2 separate regions of the Mus musculus genome follow, and region 1 is linked to region 2. Evidence: chromatin contacts called from public HiChIP or PLAC-seq data. All regions are on one chromosome and are shown on one strand. The core of a region is the stretch at or near the end of the contact, and the rest is flanking DNA. Distances in the headings are between cores, read along the strand shown.

Region 1 (4,325 bases), core at 210-2,709, 1.7 Mb after region 2:
AGTGATTATGATGAATGACTGATAGAAAGTCCTATGGACGCAGAAGTCAGTCAGAAGCTGGTCTGACCTGTAGCCAGCCTCAGTTACACTCCATCTCAAAACAAAGAGGAAAAAAAAAAAACCAAGTCCCTAAACTTAAGTGGCGCTCCACAACCATCCAGAAGACTTCATTATGCATGGGATAGCCTTCTCTGCTGGCCTCGCACAAAGTCCGCAAGCACTCTACCACTGAGCCACGCCTCCACCCAGCACATTCCCAGTTCTTGACTGCACACATGTGTGTGCAATGCGCACGCACACGCACACACACACACACACACACACACACACACACACTCTGTAGTACTAGTTAACAGCTGCCTGTAACTCCAGCTCCAGAGGATATAGTACTACAGTGCCCTCTGTTGGCCTCTAAAGGCACTGCACTTACATAGGCATACCTGCATACACACACACACACACACACACACACACACACACACACATTTTTAAATAATATTTTTAAAAACCAGAAATCTGGGTCTGGAGAGATGGCTCAGTGGTTAAGAGCACCAACTGCTCCTCCAGAGGTCCTGAGTTTAATTCCCAGCAACCACATGGTGGCTCACAACCATCTGTAATGGGATCTGATGCCCTCTTCTGGTGTGTCTGAAGAGAGCAATTGTGTACTCATATACATAAAATAAATAAATAAATCTTAAAAAAAAAACAGAAATCTGGGTTTTACCTGATTATTACGGGTTTTTACCAGGGTTGGGCGTGCCGGTCAGGTGACAGGGTGTTTACTGACCATACATAGAACTGAGTTCCACTCCCACAGCACCACATAAACCTGGTCCTACAGTGCACACCTGAGAGGCGGGGCTGGGGGGTCAATCAGAGGTTTGAGTCTGAGGTGAGCTTGGGAGACATAACACCCTGTCAAAGAGAGAGAGAGAGAGAGAGAGAGAGAGAGAGAGAGAGAGAGAGAGAGAGAAAGGAAAGAAGGAAAGGAAAGGAAAGGAAAGGAAAGGAAAGGAAAGGAAAGGAAAGGAAAGGAAAGGAAAGGAAAGGAAAGGAAAGGAAAGGAAAGGAAAGGAAAGGAAAGGAAAGGAAAGGAAAGGAAAGGACAGACTAACAGACCTATAAGTTTGCACATCTTGAAATAGCAGTGGAAACACGGCCCCAGAGCCACAGAGCCGGAGCCATGAGAATTTCACCTAGCCCACTCAAACAGTACTGTGGGGGTCATCAGAACATTGGCAGAGAGGGAGAGCTTCCAAAAATGACAGTGTGTTTAGACGAGCCAGGTCTCCAAGTTGCCTGGCAGGTTCAAGGAACCAGGAGGCAGCCTTGTAGTTCAGGAGCCGAGTGTGAGCAGGAGCCAAGAGCCTTGCAACAGTCACAGGACAGAAGACTTCCAGGCCCTGTGGGTCTGTGAATCACTCAGGGATTTCCACTCTGAGGCTGCCTGACTTTGCACCGATGTCAAGACAGGCTTCGACCGTATGCCGTTGGGTTTAAACATTGACAAGGTATTAGGGCCAGGGAGGGGGGGCGGGGAGGGGAGAGGGGGACGACTCTGTGAGGGGGATCAGAAGAGGGAGCAGCATTTGGGATGTAAATAAGTTAATTTAGAACATATATGAGATATGGCCTCCGTTTATTGGAGGTGAATTCAGAAATGCCAGAGGGGTGACACGGTGGCGGCACATGTTCCCTTCTGCATGAGTGTTTACAGTAACAGGCACACCCCAGAATTCTAACCTTAGAAACACTGGGCTCTGGGCCAATGGTGAGCCAGCAAGAAGGCCCAGCAACAAAGGAGCTTACTGTGCAAACCTGGTGACCTGGGTCTAATACCTGGACTAATAGGACAGGATCAATTCCACCAAGTCATCCACTGACCACACGCGTGCTGTGGCACACACCCACACAATAGGCACGCACAGAAGAATAAGGTCAAGTTTTAACACTGGATTGTGAGCCCCTGGGCTGTACTGTGAGACACCTGTTGTCATGGCTGATATTATGACAGGATCCAGGATCAAACCCTAGAAGAGTCATCTCTGGGCGTGTCTATCTGCATTAGGCTGAGGTGGGAAGATCTACCCTAACTGTAGGTGACATTGCCACTGGTTGGAGTCCAGGATTGAATAAAAAGGAGAAAGTGAGCTGGGTGTTGGCTTTCACAGTTTTGCTCCCTGACTGTGGATGCCACGGTGACAGCTACTTCAATACTTCAAGCTCCTACTGCCACACCCTCCCTGCCATAATAGACTGAAACTGTGAGGCGCAATAGTCCCTCCCTCAAGCCACTTCAATTTTGTCAGCAATGTTCTTGTGCTAATCCCAGGCTCTTATCTTACACTCTTGGGAAGGCTATAAACGGGGAGCAGTCCTGACTTCTGCACTTTAGTCCCGTATGTCCATCAGAATCCCATTCAACCATTTGGCTTTTTGTTTTGGTTTGGTGTTTTTAGACAGGGTTTCTCTGTGTCACCTTGTCTGTCCCAAGCTTGCTCTGTAGAGCAGGCTGACCTCAAACTCACTGAGATTCACCTGCCTCTGCCTCCCCAAATGCTGGGATTAAAGGTGTCGGTGCCACCTGGCGGCTTCTTCTTTTTTTTTAAACATGATTTCCTATGTATTTTTTCTGCATGTAGAAGAGGGCATCAGATTGTGAGCTGCCATGTGGGTGCTGGGAATTGAACTCAGGACCTGCGGAAGAACAGCCAGTGCTCTTAACCTGCTCTTACCCGCTGAGCCATCTCTCCACCCACTGTTCACTACATTTATTTTGTGTGTATGTGTGCTGGCTCACGTATCCCATGTCTCACATATGGGGACCAGAGGACAACTTTGGAGACTCAGTTCTTCCCCTCTACCATGTGGGTCCCTGACTACTCACTACTCTGGTAGGTGGTCAGAGTTGGTGACAGTGACTTTATTTGCTCAGCCATCTTGCCCCACCCCCACCCCCACCAGCCACACCTGTTTTAAGATAAGGAAGCAGAGTGGGCTGGAGTTCCTATTTCACCCTGATTACCACTTAAGAGAAAAATCTAACATCTTGCCATTAGTGAGAGGAAAATCACATGAAAAATAAGAGAGAAAAAATAAGTACATGATTTTAAGTATATGTAAATACCAAGTCACATTGTTTGAACTTTGATATAAATGACTTGTCTGCCCAGAGGGCAGTTTGCATGAATCAGAACTGAAACGATGCATTCCTGTGGACATGACTATCACAATACAAGGAACTCCCCCAGAAAACTAACTTGTCACCGTATTTCTTGCATGAAGGCTGGGGAGTTGCTGAAGCGCTGTTTATAACAGCAAAGAAATGGAATAAAAGAAATCAGTGGTGTGAACTTCAGCAAAAGTGAAGCACGGATCAAATGAGACCGGCAGCCCTAACTCAAGACCTACTGCATAAAGCAGGGTTTGGAAGTTAAGTGCCTGGAGTCAGTGAGATGGCCCAGTGCATGAAGGTGTGGCAGCCAGACCTGGATCCCAGAACCCACAGGTGGAAGCAAAGAACCACCCACCACAGATTGTACTCTGGCTTTCACGAGTGCTGTAGCACACGCGTGTGTTCATGTGCACACGTGTGTATATCTACACTAGTTATCTACACTAGCTACATAGATAATAGAGATGCAATTTGTTTTAACTTTAAAGGACAGGCAGAAAAGAAGGCTGAGTGGCTAAGAGCGTGCACTGCTCTGCAGAGGACCTGAGTTCGGTTACCCACACCCACCTCCAACTCCGGCTCAAGGGTCTCACACCCTCTTCAGGAGTCCGCACCTACCTTTACTTGTTTTGCACGTGCATACACACACACCCTACAGTCTTTTTGGCTTTTCAAGACAGGATGTCTCAGTGTAACAAGCCCTGGCTGTCCTGGACTCATTTGGTGGCCTCAGAGATCTACTAGCCAGGATTAAAGGTGTGCGTCACCTCGCCTGGTTAACTTTTTTTTCTCATGTTCATATCACGACTTAACTCTCAAGGATGTAAAGATAACGTATATTTTGTTTCTTCTGGAAGAAAACCCAGGCCAGGAGCTGCCATGAAGGAAGTGTTGAAACGGAAGACACTGCAGTCTCTCCTGTTCTCTGCTCTGCCAGGCAGTGTGAGGGCCAGGGCCCAGGCCACCTAGTGGTGCTTTCCCTACTGTGATAGCTCAGCAGAGACAAAGCTTTCTCTTGCTGGTCAGGTTGGTCACAGGAGCAGAAGTGAAGCAAGTCTGATTCTCTTTAAAATGGCATTTATTGTGCTTATCCACATATCACTGTGTGACTACTGAAGTAAGATTTCAACTCGCTGCCGGGCGTGGC
Region 2 (4,952 bases), core at 1,298-3,797:
TCAGAGGATTGACTGTGGGTCCTTTGGTGTTTGGGTCCTCTGATTTGGTATTTGGTGCAGTTAGTGCTGCTGATGTGAGTGCGGGGGTGGGGCCGCCTGCTGGGGGGGACGGAGGTGGTGGTGGTGGTGGTCGTCAGTCTTCCAGTGCTCACCTCTTAGGAAAGAGGCTTTCCCTCACCCATAGTCATCAACCAGGGGTGAACTTTTGGGGTGTTTATGAAAGGATGCTTTCTGTCTAGAGGCTTCTGAACTTTGCCTTGCCTTGCCCGAGTTCAAGAAAAGTATGTTGAGTGGATGAAGACAGTGTATCTACACTGAGGGTGCTGTTTGTTCCCTGTGTCTGGAGATTCTACACCATCTAGGGACTTGATTGTCACAACTAGGGCAGGAGGAGAGTGGGCTGAAACTGGCTGTGACTAGTGGGTGGAGCTGAGAAATGCTTTTAAAACCCCATAATGCACAGAGGCAGCTTCCCATGACAAGATGTTATCCAGCCCCAGCTGTCAGAACGCAGCTCTGCCTGTGCACACACACACACACACACACACACTCAGCGTTTGTCATGTCTGTTGAAACTTTGTGTGGGTTTGGTCTTCGCAGGTTTCCGAGACACTGAAGCGCTTCGCTGTGAAGGTGACAACAGCCAGTGTGAAGGAGCGGAGAGAGATTCTCAGTGAACTGGGGCGATGCATCGCCGGCAAAGGTGTGTATTTGCCTGTTCCTGCACTGCTGTGTCTGAGGGAAGTCAGGGTGCGCGCTCTCTTTCTCCCTGAGCTGATGAGACGACCCTGCTCGTCTGCTTCTGACTACACCTTTTTTTTTTTAATGTTCTTCAAAACAGTTGAAACATTTGGGTCGGTGCAGGTAGGTTTGTTTTGTTCTGTTTCAAGACAGGATTTCTCCAGTTAGCCCTGGCTGTCCTGGAACTTGCTCTGTACTCCGGGCTGGCCTCAAACTCAAGAGATCCGCCTGCCTCTGCCTCACGAGCACTAGGATCAAAGGTGAGCCCCACCACCGCCCGGCCATTATTTGTAGGTTTTTTTTTTAAATTATTTATTATTTATTTAATGTATAAGAATACTGTACTGTTGCTGTCTTCAGACACACCAGAAAAGGGCATTGGATCCCATTGCTGATGGTTGCGAGCCACCATGTGGTTGCTGGGAATTGAACTCAGGATCTCTAGAAGAACAGTCGGTGCTCTTACCCGCTGAGCCATCTCTCCAGCCCCCTTATTTGTAGTTTTAATTATGTTGATTCTTGAGCAGTATACTGGGCACACAGATATTTTCTTTGTATGTCCACGGACATGAGAAGATGGTAGCAGGTGGCGTCCAGCTAAGTACCCTAAGTCTAGCTGAGATTGAGAGATGTGTGTTTTCTAATGCGCCCCGAGAACAGTCCCTACAGGCGCTTGCATTTTACTAACTTTTCTTTTTGCGGGGAGAGTAGTGGTGGTTGTTTGAGAAAAGGACTCCTTAGAATGGACTCCTTAGAATGGCCTTGAATCCCACTCTCCTTATTTAGCACTCAGTCCTGGAATTATAGGTGTGCACTACTGCACCAAACTCAAACAAACCAGCCGGCCTACCTTCCATCCCTCCCTCCAACCCTCCCTCCCAAGACAGGGTCTCCCTGGATGGACCCAGCTACCTTGTAGTGCATGTCTGTCCTCTGTCCTCAGCCTCCCCAGGGCTGAGCTTACAGATGTAAACCACCACATCTGGCTTTTCCTTCCAATCTTCTCTCACATTCCCACCTGCTGCTTCAAACCTGTTGTTGCCTGGGTAACAGGCAAGTTTGTTAAAGCTGTAAGTGGTGTCAGTTGCTGCGTGAGTTTCTCAGCTGTCCTGTGTGTGAGTGCTGTAGTGTATAATTTTATGCCTACTCGGAGGCGACTCTCTCAAGGCCCCAGTCTGTTAAGGCTGCTGTGCAGAGATGCCAAGTATATGCTTGTACTGAGCCGTGCTGGTTAGATTTCCCTGCAGGCTAACTGCCAAGTACTACATCCCTCACACACACACACACACACACACCCGTTTATGGAGTAAGTTTGAATTCTGCGTCTCAGTTTATGAACTACTCTGAGTCTTTGAGGGTGGTTTTGCTTTTCTGGCACCCTGAATGTACAGTTCCAAGTAAGTTGTACTTGTGAGGTGCTGTGGTGTGAACACCCAGCCTCCTTCCTGGAATCTGTAGCTTTCAGTCCTCTAACACTCCGGGCCTAGGCTGAACATGAGCTCCTGTGATGCCTCTCAAGGGCTGGTGAGGCGGGGGTGTGAGAGCATCTGCAGCTCGGGACAGCGGACACGAGCGCTGGGTGTTTCCTGTCATTGTTCCTGGTCTGTCAGCTTGGCTGCTGTTTCCTTAGTGCTGATAGCCCCACAGGCTCGGAGTTCTGCTTGTTTCCTCTCCATCGTTTGGGCTCCTGAAATGGGACGTGCTGAGAAAGCTCCTCCTGGGCTTCATCCACCTCATACAGGGGCTGAGTTTCCCCAGACAAATTTCTCTGCTGACTGCTTGCTCTGGTCTGCCGGGTCCTGCTTGTCCCAGCTGACTCACCAGCATGCCAGGGCATTCTTGTTCCGCCTGGCTGCCCCTCTGGCTGGCCTGCTGGCTTCCTGTTGTTTATTTTTTCCTTGGAAGGTGGGTTTACAGCAGAGCCCACTGGGTGGGGCAGTGCCTTGGTTTACAGAGCGGCCTGAGTGCTCTCCTCAGAGCCTTCTTCCCTGTCTTCCTGCCCTCTCTGTATTTCCCACAGTTGACAAATGCAGGTTTGGGCTTTCAGGGCTGTCTAGTTCCAGGCATGCCTGTCCTGTCCTGGTTCTTAAGCTTTTCTCCCCCCCCCCCCCCCCACCTTTTTTTTTTTTTTTTTTTTGAGACAGTCTCTGTAGTTCAGGCTCTCCTTGAACTCAACTATGTAGTCCAGGCTGGCCTAGAACTCACAGAAATCCACCTGTCTCTGCCTCTGCCTCCCTGAGGGCTGGGATTAAAGGCATGCATCACCACACCTGGTTTATGAACTGTAAAAAAATGTTGTCATTTTGTGTGCATGCCTGTTTGTGTATGGTATGCTTACAAGTGTCAGGATGCACACGTGAAGGACAGAGAACCTTCTGGAGGCAGCTCCTTCCTTCCTCCTTTACGTGGTCCCAGGGGTGAGATTAAAGTCAGGCTTATAGAGTATGCATGTACCTTTACCCACTAAACCACCTTGCCCACCAGTTTTTGTTTTGTTTAGTTTAGAAACAGGGTGTCTGTCTGTCTATATATTTTTGAGATAGTTTTCACTGTGTAGCTCTGGCTGGCTTGGAACTCACTATGTAGGTGACACTGACCTTTAACTCACGTAGATCTGCCGGCCACTGCTGCGATTAAAGGTGTGCCTCACTACATGTGGCCTTCCTGCTGACTTGTAGACCACTTATTAGACTGTATGTGAGCAAGTACCTTCCGAGCATCACCAACAGCACAGTTTAAAGCCAGCGCCCAGGCCGGAGAGCAGAGCAGGCAGTCGTAGCCCTGCTGAGCCCTGCTCTGTAGGGAGAGGGAGATGCTGGGGTCTTGGGCTTCTTCTATCCATCGTTGGTTTAGCAAGTGTCTCCTGCACTCGGGGCGTTTCTGTTCCATGTGCCTGTTTTCTCCTTGAGATTTTACAAGGTGCGGGGCTTACTAGGGCGTCTGGTACCAGGATCCCAGCTGACAGGACTGATGTAAGCGGACACTCACCGCTGTGCTTGTTGTTGAGACTCTGTGAACTCTGCTTTCAGATCTGCCAGAGGGAGCCGTGAAAGGGCTCTGCAAGTTGTTCTGCTTGACACTGCATCGATATAGGTGAGCCCCCAGAGACCAGGGCTTAGACCGTGCCATACAGCGACACTGTGTCAGAGAGACAGCATGGGGCAGTGGGGAGAGCCCCTAGTTGTTAGAGCCAGACTCTTAGGTTCATGCTCTTAACTACTGGATCCTGGGCAAGTTACTTAGCCTCCCTATGCCTCAGTTTTCTCATCTGCAAAATGGGGATGATAGCATTTTGTACCTCATGGGAAGTTGTTAGTGTGAAGGCCTGGGACACTGCCTGCCTTATTATAATATCTCAGCGCATGTATGCAATCATTAGCTGCACTTATAAAGCTATAAAGGAGTCATGGGGCATATACACCATGAGCATAGATTCTGCCCTTCTTGTCATCCTGTGCTCTTTCTGGGGTGAGGTGGGTTTATCAGGTTCATCTCTGTCCCCTAGGGGCCCCTGAAATGTAGGACCATGAGTGTCCCCCCGAAGAGCAGTGCTTGACTTCAGCAGCCCTGTCTCTGCTGAGGTCACATGTCACTACCCCTTCCTTCCCTCTTTAGAGACGCAGCCTCTCGCAGAGCCCTGCAGGCAGCCATCCAGCAGCTGGCCGAGGCCCAGCCAGAGGCCACCGCCAAGAACCTCCTGCACTCTCTCCAGTCTTCAGGGGTTGGCTCCAAAGCATGTGTTCCCAGGTACGGGCCTGGGGCTGCGGGCCTCCGGGGGGTGGTGCCAACTTCTCAGGTAGGCTGGTGTAGAGCCACTGGTGGGAGCACATCTGGCCCTCTTACCTTTGTACTCTGAATGGCACTAGAGAGCGCCTCTGAGTGGGGAGAGGAACCAAGTTAGTAGAGAAAAGATCCAGTGGGCCCGAGGCACTGGATGGGCAAAGCTTTATATACTTGTTCATGTACATTTTATGTGAATGAGTCTCTTACTGCACGTATGTCTGTATACTATGTGCATGCCTAGAACCTGAGGATACCAGGGGAGGGGGTCAGGTCCCCGGGACAGTGGGAGCTGCCATGTGGTTGCTGTGAGAATCGAACCCAGGTCCTTTGGAAGAGCAACCTGTGTTCTTGTTTTTTGGTTTTTTGTTTGTTTGTTTTGTTTTTTGTTTTTGTTTTTTTCGAGACAGGGTTTCTCTGTATAGCCCTGG

The links. HiChIP or PLAC-seq counts read pairs in DNA pulled down with a chosen protein or histone mark.
Region 1: a FOXA1 HiChIP or PLAC-seq map of pancreatic cancer cells shows a contact between it and region 2. The contact joins two enhancer-like sites. A contact is called at or near these places in 5 of 39 promoter capture datasets (the 3T3-L1 cell line, hippocampal neurons, liver and 1 more) and 2 of 115 datasets of contacts at active chromatin or transcription factors (astrocytes and pancreatic cancer cells).

What each region holds. Positions count from the first base shown.
Region 1 is chr5:117,277,597-117,281,921 of GRCm38.p6, forward strand. No RefSeq gene overlaps it. Among named protein-coding and RNA genes, the nearest start is that of Pebp1, 7.8 kb to the right of the region's middle. Within about 2 kb of position 1,460, at least 60 of the 459 cell types and tissues checked have an H3K27ac peak or open chromatin away from gene starts, as enhancers often do. A contact at or near this core is called in pancreatic cancer cells, where this site is marked.
Region 2 is chr5:115,570,809-115,575,760 of GRCm38.p6, forward strand. Gcn1 (GCN1 activator of EIF2AK4) reads left to right here. Exons shown (of 58, transcript NM_172719.2): 2 at 601-703; 3 at 3,771-3,834; 4 at 4,357-4,488. Among named protein-coding and RNA genes, the nearest start is that of Mir7029, 7.7 kb to the right of the region's middle. Within about 2 kb of position 2,548, at least 89 of the 459 cell types and tissues checked have an H3K27ac peak or open chromatin away from gene starts, as enhancers often do. A contact at or near this core is called in pancreatic cancer cells, where this site is marked.